Linked DNA regions of Muntiacus reevesi: regions 1 and 2 are each linked to region 3. A link is a contact called in public Hi-C data. All regions are on one chromosome and are shown on one strand. Each heading gives the region's core, a stretch centred on a gene start, on an enhancer-like site or on the middle of the called end of the contact. The rest is flanking DNA. Distances are from core to core; before and after follow the strand shown.

Evidence for each region. Hi-C and Micro-C count contacts between places; a contact is called where the count stands out from the background.
Region 1: a Hi-C map of muscle shows a contact between it and region 3, with 3 times the contacts expected there. The contact joins the promoter of YARS1 here to the promoter of ZBTB8OS in region 3. A contact is called at or near these places in 2 of 3 Hi-C or Micro-C datasets (blood and muscle).
Region 2: a contact with region 3 is called in a Hi-C map of muscle, with 3 times the contacts expected there. The contact joins the promoter of BSDC1 here to the promoter of ZBTB8OS in region 3. A contact is called at or near these places in 2 of 3 Hi-C or Micro-C datasets (blood and muscle).

What each region holds. Positions count from the first base shown.
Region 1 is chr3:116,513,352-116,516,510 of mMunRee1.1, forward strand. YARS1 (tyrosyl-tRNA synthetase 1) reads right to left here and starts at 1,899. Exons shown (of 13, transcript XM_065930318.1): 1 at 1,703-1,899. The coding sequence starts at 1,759. S100PBP (S100P binding protein) reads left to right here and starts at 2,110. Exons shown (of 7, transcript XM_065930324.1): 1 at 2,110-2,205.
Region 2 is chr3:116,184,634-116,187,706 of mMunRee1.1, forward strand. It overlaps BSDC1 (BSD domain containing 1), which reads right to left and starts at 1,768. Exons shown (of 11, transcript XM_065930303.1): 1 at 1,648-1,768; 2 at 1,276-1,336. The coding sequence starts at 1,754.
Region 3 is chr3:116,381,644-116,384,763 of mMunRee1.1, forward strand. ZBTB8OS (zinc finger and BTB domain containing 8 opposite strand) reads right to left here and starts at 1,837. Exons shown (of 7, transcript XM_065930310.1): 1 at 1,295-1,837. The coding sequence starts at 1,395. RBBP4 (RB binding protein 4, chromatin remodeling factor) reads left to right here and starts at 2,060. Exons shown (of 12, transcript XM_065930320.1): 1 at 2,060-2,208; 2 at 2,765-2,912. The coding sequence starts at 2,193.

The DNA.
Region 1 (3,159 bases), core at 649-3,148, 130 kb after region 3:
GCAAGAATCTCTGGTTAAGATGAAGTTATGAGAATGGGACTTCTCTGGTTCAGTGGTTGATAGTCTGTGCTTCCACTGCAAGGGACGCGGGTTCAATATCTGGTTGGAAAAGATCCCACATGCTGCGTGGTGTGGACAAAAAAAAGATCAAGTTATGAGTGAAAATAACTCAAAGGTCCATCAACTGACAAACAGAGAAATAAAATGCAGTATATTCATATAAAAGTAGTATTGGTTACTCAATCGTGTCCAACTCTTTGTGACTCCATGTACTGTAGCTTGCCAGGCAACTCTGTCCATGGAATTCTCCAGGCAAGAATACTGGAGTGGGTTGCCATTCCCTTCTCCAGGGGATCTTTCTGATTCAGGAATCCAACATATAATGGGATATTATTCAGCTGTAATAAGGAACAGAGTTCCGATAAGTGTAACAACATGGATGAAACATGAAAACATTAAGCTTAGTGAAAGAAGATAGACATAAAAGGCCACATATTGTGATTCCATTTACATGAAATGTCTAGAATAGGCAAATTAGAGACAGAAAACAGATTACTGGTTCCCTAGGGCTGGGGAGAGGGGAAGAATAAACAGTGATTAGTAATGAATACAGGTTATTTTTGATGATGAAAATGCTCTGGAATTAAATAATGATGGTAATTGAACAACCATGTGACTACTAGAAAACCCACTGACCCACACACTTTAAAGGGGTGGATTTTATGGTATGTGAATTGTATCTTATAAAAACAGAAAAGCAAGCTACTGCCTTCAGAATAAACCCCACTGTCAAACATTTCCTACAATACCTTCATGACCTGGTCCTTTCCTGCTCCTCCTAAACAAACTAGTAAAATGTACCGTATGTTAGATGGTGATCAGTTCTATGGAGAAATAAAAAAAGGTAGAGTAAGGGATGAGGCAGTTTTTCTGGTAGGGGTTTGTTATTTAAATAAAGGCCACAGATGATATGACAACAGAGGCCTGAGAGAGTCAGGAGAATGAGCAATGTAAATATTTTCTAAGTGCTTGATCTGTACTTTGCTTCCTTTCCTCCAGCCAAGCTAGCCTTCTCTCAGAACCAATGGGTTCTTTCTCCCCTCTGGCTCTTGACCTGGGTTCCCTCTACCTGACACGTTTTTAACACCCATTATTCTGGTTAACTTCTACTCCTGCAGTTTCTGGAACCAGCAGAACATAGGTGAAGTGATGAGGTGATCCGAATCCCTCAGGGCAGTTTAGAGTTCCTCAGCTTTCCCTGAACACTCTCCGCAGCCTTCCTCCTAACTTCCTTTCAATAAAGATCTCCGCGTAAATCACCTTTCAGTACTAGTTTCGACTTAATTAGATGTCTGGATCCTGGGTCCTTGCAAACGTCTGATTTCCTCCAGACATGCTCTGGGAGGGTAGGGTCCAGACGTACCCCCCAGCGCCTTAGCACCGCGCCCGGAACACAATAGGGTGGGTGGGGTGGATTCAAAGCCTGGCTCAACACAAGTAATGGCACACAGGTGAGACCACTGTGATTTCTGTAGTAACGGACTGACTGACCGACCGGCAGCAAGGACTGCAATCTCTCTCAGAGCTGCCTCGGCGCGAAATCCCGGGTACCATACATTTATGACTCCGTCGAGGTGCTCAGGATCACTTGGACCTCCGGCCCGTAGTCCCCAACCGCGCACTTTCAACCCCGAGGCCTCACCTGCAGGTTCCGGGTGATAAGGTTTAGCTTCTCTTCAGGGCTCAGAGAGTCCCCCATGGCTCTGTCGCTGCCGTCTCCAGCAGTTAGCCCGGCACCCGGGCCCCTTTCTCGGTCGCAGCCGCCGCCGCCGCGTGCCGGAAACTGTCACGCGAGTCCAGGTTAGGTTGCATCAGCTGAACTCGTCCCTCGGCTTGACAGGCCTGCACCCTTCTCCTCCTACCAGCAGCCAGGAACAGCCAAGTGTCGAGCGGGTCGATGAGAAGAAAAGGGGTGGAGCCCGTAGGTGGGGGGAGGCGGTGTGGAGGGCGGGGTTTCAGCGCCTGCGCCAGGCGCAACCCTCTGAAAGGCGGGGCGGTTTCCTGCCGATCATTGCCTGTTTGCCCTCCCCTTGGCGCTGGCCCGGCAGCCTCGGGGTGGGGGAGGTCGGGGAGGGGGCGATAAGATGGCGCAGGGGGCGGAGTGAGACGCAGTCGTTCGCCTAGGCTGTGGCCCGGCTTCCGGAGGTGAACAGCTGAGGGAGGAGCGGGGGTCGGCGACCCTCGGCTGGGAGAGGGAAGGGGGCGCCTGTTGCTTCTCCAGAGGGCCGCGCATGCCGTTCGCCCCGTTGAGGGGTTGAGGCCCTCACCCTGCTGGGAGAAGGGCTCGTTTTCGTTTCTGAGGTGATGGCGGCGGGAGGGGGGAGTGTCTGTGCCGCCCGCCAATTCACGTCGGCCGACGATAGATGCCCCTCACCCTGCCCAGGCAAAGGGTGCCGTCTGGTTACCCGAGAGGGGCGAACGACGTCTGTTTTCTGTGCCCGGTGCGGGTGGGGACTGGAGGTGGTGGTGGGGGTTGCCTCTCCCCCTGCCCCAAGGCTGGGAGGGTGTTGCTAGGCAAAAAATCGCGGTCTTTCCGGCCGCGCCTCGCCGGCGGGTAGGCAGCGGAGAGAGGCTGGCCCGCCCCAGGGGAGAGCGGAGGTGTGGGACGGGCAGCCACCCGCAGGGTGAGGGTGTACCGCGCCGCTCTGCTGAGGGGCTGTTTGGCTCCTGCTGGGGGAGGAATGGGGAGCAAGCCCCGAGCTGCTCCCGCCTTCCGCGGAGAGGCGGGAATTCTTGGTCTTTGGGGAGGAGGGAAGTGTGAAGGCCCTGCCCGCAGGGCAGTGCGGTACGGCGGCTATGGAGCTTCTAAGGGAGAGCTGGGGGCGGTCAAGCCTTATCCTACGTTGAGCGAACTGCGATCAAGCACTCGAGGATCGGACGTGCCACCAGTTCCTTCCAGGGCATGAGAGCGGGCACTTGGCACGCCGGGAGGGCCCGGGAGAGGAAATGATTGAATTGCCCATCTGCTGCCCCTACGTGATTCCAGTTTGATGGATTTGTTAGAGGCTTCAAGCTTTAGCAATCCTGTCTAAATCATTTAAAAAACATTTTCTTTTTAAAAAGAAACCTGTTGCCTCAGCTGAGTAGTATTTGGTTTCT
Region 2 (3,073 bases), core at 518-3,017, 200 kb before region 3:
AATTAATAGAAAATGGTAGCTGGTATTTAAAAGGTTTCCCCATCACTCTCAGTACTTAAAAAAAAAAAGGACTTATTTAATATTTATTGTGTGCTAGATACTGTTTTGGTGCTTTACATATAGCATCATTTAATCATGACAACAATTTTATCAAGTAGGTATTAGTAGTCCCACTTTACAGATGAGGAACTGGGGCTTTAAGAGGTTAAGTATCTTGCCAAAGTTCATATAAGTGTAGGAAATTAAGTCTTTTCTTTTCAAATGGGGAACTGTCAAAGACAAAAACAATACCCCCTCCCTGTGCTTCAAATGAGAGAACAAACATGGAAGGCTAATTGACTACCTATTTTTTTGGGTTATGGGAAGACCAACCTTCACAGTAACACATAGGAGGCCCTCACACAACATTTGCTAAACAAATGTCAGGCTCTCCTTCCAGAAGACTGCTCAACAAGAAGCAAGCTACTCTTAGGTCCCTTCTATTAGAACTCAGTTTGAAATTCTCCGAGTCTTCATTAACAACATAAACAGCTCAGGTCATTCTCAGGTTTTCTGGGCTGTAGTTGAAAGGCTAGTATGCAGGCCAGCGAGGATAAAAATGCTCACACAGTAGAGCATTGATTTAACTGAAGCCAGAAGCCTCCTGGAGTTGCCCTGAAGCAGGACTCACCCCAGATGCTTGAGGTTAAATAGTAATTAACTTTTTCCAGAATTCAGATGAGTTGGTTTTGACAAACCAGCATGGAATGAAACAGGAACACACACTAGCATTGTCCACGGGCAGAGCCAAGCCTCACTCACCCCACAGAGATTGCTGTCTCCTCACTAGACCATGAGTTTGGGGAGGCCCAAGACTGCATCTGTTGGGCTAATGTCGGTATCCTGAGGACCAAAGAGTCTGAGAGTGCGCAAGCATACACTCATACATTCCACTATTTGCATGACTATAGGAGTAAGTTTCTATCGCTAGAATCCTTTTTCTTCAAGGCCTAGATCAAATGTTCTCTTTTAGGAAACTGTGAATTTCCCAAGTGGGAATACATCGCTCCTTCCCACGGATTCCAACGACATGGTAGCTCCAGTCTTTAAGACCATCTTTGTTTCACTGTAGCTAGAGTCACACTGGTCTGAGTCGGGGGTCTGTCCTCCCGGAGGGCCCAAGTCAGCCCGGTCCCCGAGGCCCGGAACCCACAAGGTTCAGCGGGACAGGCTCGGAACAGGGTGCAGGGAGATGGCTTGGGGCCCTACCGGAGAAAGGGCGCTGGCCCAGCTTACCTTCTCCTTGACTGCCTGGTAGCTCTGCTGCAGCCAGCTCCGCCACCATCCCACGTCCTCCCTGTGGAAGACAGACACATCTGGCGGCCCCGCGGTGCTACTGTGGCCCGCGCAATGATCGGGTCTCAGTTCCCCTCTCAGATGTGGCCTGTGGGCTGGGGCATCGCAGGCAGCTTCCCCACCCCCTCACGCTGCGATTCCACCCCGCCCTTTCAGCTCCGTTCAGGCCCGCGCTGGCCTCCCGTTCCCCCGGGGGACTCTGGCCCAGCACCCCAGCCCTGGGGAGAATTCGGGGCCCAACGCCCGCAGAACTGGATGACGGGCTCACCCTTCCGCCATCTTGCCCGCATGACATCACCACTATTTACTGACCTTTGACATCCGACACGGCACCGCCCCCTCAAGCACCACCCCGGAGCGCGCGGCCCAATCCCGGCGCCGACATCGTCCTCAGCCCCATCTCCGCCCGGCTCCATCATTAGACTCCGCCTCCTTAAACTCGGTCCAGGCTCGATCCAGGGTTCGGACTTAAAACTCCGCTCCTGAAAGCTCGGTCCAATCCTTACTCAAGATTGTCTCCAGGCCCCACCCCCAAATGTTAGCCCCGCCCCCACAACGTCGAACGCCTGTCGGTATCCGCTGACATCGGATACGGTGGCCGCTTTGGGTCAAGGTCGGCCGTGTGGCTGGGGGCTCGGGTTGTAAAACGGGTAGAGAGGAGGCAGGGAGCGAGCCAGCCTGGAGCTCGAACGTCTGTGGCCCTGAGCGCAGGGCTAGGACCGCCCCCCTTTATGAAACTTGCCGCGTAGCCGCAGCCTGGGGTCTCTTCGGGCCAATTGAGCAAGCGCAGTCCGTGGAGCTCTGGGTGGGGGTTTGGAGGAAAATTCAGAGATGTCTTCGATGCAACCTCTCGGGGAGGCGCTCTCAGGAGATTGGGGAGACAGACACATTTAGTTAGCTCAATTTTTGGCGACCCAGTTCAAAACTACGTGAACTGGATGTGGTCTGGAGAAATCCGGAGACAGTCTGGAGGAGAAAGACTGTGTGTGTGTGTGTGTGTGTGTGTGTATGTGGTGTGAAATCCGGAGACAGTCTGGAGGAGAAAGACTGTGTGTGTGTTTGTGTGTGTGTGTGTCTGGAGGAGGAAGATTTTGTGTGTGTGTGGTAACTTTCCGAATGAGGCCTCCGTTTCACTTACCGCCTCATCTGCTACCTGCCTGCATCTGCGCTCTCATACTTTGGCCTAGATCCCGTCCTCTCTTTAATTTTTAAAATTTTTTACTGGAGTGTAGTTGATTTATAATCTTGTGTTAGTTTCCGCTGTACCGCAGAGTGAATAAGTTATACATTTGTGTTCAGTTGCTCAGTCGTGTGACCCCATGGAATGTAGCCTGCCAGGGTGTTCTGTCCATGAAATGTTCCAGGCAAGAATGGGCTGGGATCCAACCCACATCTCCTAGGTCTCCTGCACTGGCAGGTGGATTCTTTACCATTATGCCACCTGGAAGACCTCATATATATACATATATATCCACTCTTTTGGGGATTCTTTTCCTATATGGGTCATTTCAGAGTACTGAGTAGAGTTCCGTGTGCTCTTCAGTAGGTGCCTGGATAGTTATCTATCCATTGTCTCTTGTCTATGGGTGTAGCTATAATAATTCTTTCCCCCCACTCCATTTTATTTCCCTTTTTCCAAGATTATTTCTGTCATCATGCATGCTATTATTTCTTCCATCTTCATAGCAAGCAAACAAAAAACTAACCCTCTCTTGACCCATCACCATTTCCCTACTCC
Region 3 (3,120 bases), core at 587-3,086:
CCTTTTACTAACACACGATACAAGTAAGACATCAAGTTAGTAATCCTCTACTTATAACTTCCTGAGTCCTCCACCCTAGCCACATTCTAACTACAGGACTGTTGGAGATAGGTGGGGATGGGGGTGGTTACATGAAACACTTGAAAACACAGCTATCTTCACAATGAATACACCAGTAAAACTCCCTCAAAGGTCTGTGTAGACAAAGCTACAGTTTTTCCAGCAGTCTTGTACGGATGTGGGGCTTTCCTGGTGGCTCAGATAATAAAGAACCCGCCTGCAATGTGGCAGACCTGGGTTCAATCTGGGTTGGGAAGATCCCCTGGAAGAGGGCATGGCAACCCACTCCAGAATTCTTGCCTGGAGAATCCCCATGGACAGAGGAGCATGATGGGCTACAGTCCATGGGGTTGCAAAGAGTCGACACGACTGAGCGACTATGCACACACAGGGACGGATGTGAACGCTGGACCATAAAGGCTGAGCGCGGGTGAATTGATGCTTTTGAATTGTGGTGCCAGAGAAGGTCTTGGGAGTCCCTTGGCCTGCAAGGAGATCAAACCAGTCAATTCTAAACGACATTAACTCTGAATATCCACTGGAAGGGCTATAGTTGAAGCTGAAGCTCCAATACTTTGGCCACTTGATGCAAACAGCCAACTCACTGGAAAAAACCCTGATGCTTCCTGCTGGCTCAGCTGGTAAAGAATCCGCCTGCATTGAGGGAGACCTGGGGTCCATCCCTGGGTTCGGAAGATTTCCTGGAGAAGTGAAAGGCTACCCACTCCAGTATCCTGGCCAGGAGAACTTCATGGACTGTATAATCCATGGGGTCATAATCAGTCCGACACGACTGAGCGACTTTCACTGATGATGGGAAAATTGAAGGCAAAAGGAAATCGGGGGCGGCAAAGGATAAGATTGTTCCATAGCATCGCCGACTGAATGGACATAAATTTGAACAAATTCCAGGAGATGGGGGGAAAGGGGGCTGGCGAGCAGCAGTCCCTGAGGTAGCAGAATTTGACAGGACTTAGCGACTAAACAACAAAAATTTCCATAAGATAAATGTGATTAGGCATATACAAGAAGAGTTCAAGATACTGTATATGTGGGAGCCCAGGTTTCCTGATTCTCAGACCAGGTGTCTTTATTCTTCAGCATTTCAGCTTTCCCGGGATTAGTTCAGAAGAGCATTCACACAGGGCGAAATGGGAATGCCTGAGCCACCCTATGAGGCAAAGTGGAAGAGGAAGCCAGAGCCCTCCCGCAAGGAGAGAAGTGAGCCACCTACTCACACTCGTACTTCCGACTGACTGGAGGATACTTGGCCTTGATCGCCTTCTGCTCCTCAGTCAAATTGTAATCTCTTACATCTTCCCCTTCCTGCGCCATGATTGCGGGTTTGGACCCAAACTCAACTTCCGCCCTTCATCAGCCAGACTTCAGCCCGGACCTCCAACATCCGCCCAAGACTCCGCCCCTAGACAGACACCCTTAAAGGGCTAGGACGCCATCCTCGAGGACTTAATCCCCTAAACCTTAATCTCTGGAGACTTCCGTTCTAGGTCTCACCGCTTGGAGTTCTTTAAAAGTCCAAGGACCCATTTTCTGGACGTGCTTCATCAATAGTCCTGAGAAGTAAAGGAACAAATATATTGGAGGACCTAGGAATAGGACAACACTTGAATTAGATATCTCGAGGTATAATAAAGGCCTTTCTTTCCAGTTTATCTCTAGAGTGGACAACTAGACCCGAAAACATCCTAGATTTCTCTTTCAAAGCCCTACTTTGAAGGGCTAGCTGAACACTTCAAGAAAATGGCTGCCCCCCAGGAGCTTGCGGCCTAAACCTCTCACGTGACCTCGGGCGGCTCACTCTCACCAACCCGCGCGCGCGCAAGCGAAGGAAGTCGGCTCGGGGCCGTGTGGGGGCAGGGGCGGAGCGCGCGCCTCGGCCCCGCGGCTAGAGACTCTACGCGTCTGGATAGGTTGCGAACGCTACTTCCCCGCCCACCTTGCCGCTCGGCGCACTCCGATTGGCCGGTGTTGGCGCGAAGGTGCGCGAGTCATCCCTCACGCAGGGGCAGCAGGAAACAATAGAGGCCGCGCGCGCAGAGCGAGCGCCCGCAGGCTCCCCGCCCCTCCCGCAACGTTCAACCCCGGGATCCCCGCCGGCTTGCCTACCCGCCATGGCCGACAAGGAAGGTGAGGGTTCCGGGGCGGCCCCAGGAGAGTGGGGGATGCCGGGTTGCGTAGCGGCCTCGAAACGGCCTAACAGTGAGGACAGGCCAGACTCAACTGAGTGCCGTCCCCGCCATCGCAGGCGTGAGGAGAATCGCCCCGCGGGGCGGGTTAACGGCGCACCAGCTCCTCCGGAGCAGAGGCCCGGCGCAGCGGCTTGAAGCAGACATTTGGGTCCCCGGCTGGTGTTTGGTCCTTCTCCGCACGCCTTGTCGGTCTGCTCGCCTCTCTCCGGGTCCTCCCTTCAGTGCTTGCTATCCGCAAGGGCTGGTGCTCCGGCCTCCCCGCCGGTTCTGTGCTCCTCCCGACGCCGTCGCCCGAGCGGCTAACGGCATTTGGCAGCGATGAGCCCAGCAGTTAAAGCCCCGTCAGGCTGGAGAGCGGCGTTGGTGGCTGTGCCTCGGGGAGATTTAGATAGATCTCCATTTCAGAATCGGGATTTAAGAGTGCCGGTGGCTTTGGAAGTGTTTACTCGGTTTCCATCTGTGGTCACTAACTTAATTTGTTTTTTATTTTTTAGCAGCCTTTGATGACGCAGTAGAAGAACGTGTGATCAACGAAGAATACAAAATATGGAAAAAGAACACCCCTTTTCTTTACGATTTGGTGATGACCCATGCTCTGGAGTGGCCTAGCCTAACTGCACAGTGGCTTCCAGATGTAACCAGGTGATAAGAATCCGTTGAATGTTATTTTGTTGTGTTCTCAGTGTAGATTTCTCACATTGATTATCCCTGTTTTCCTTTCTCCAGTCACCCGAAGCGGACACGTGATCAGAACCTATTGGGGACATTTTTTTTCTAGGCCAAAAAAGACAAAATGTGAAACTACTTTGCAGTTTACCTGATAAGGGAAAACATGTTGATGTCTTCTTTT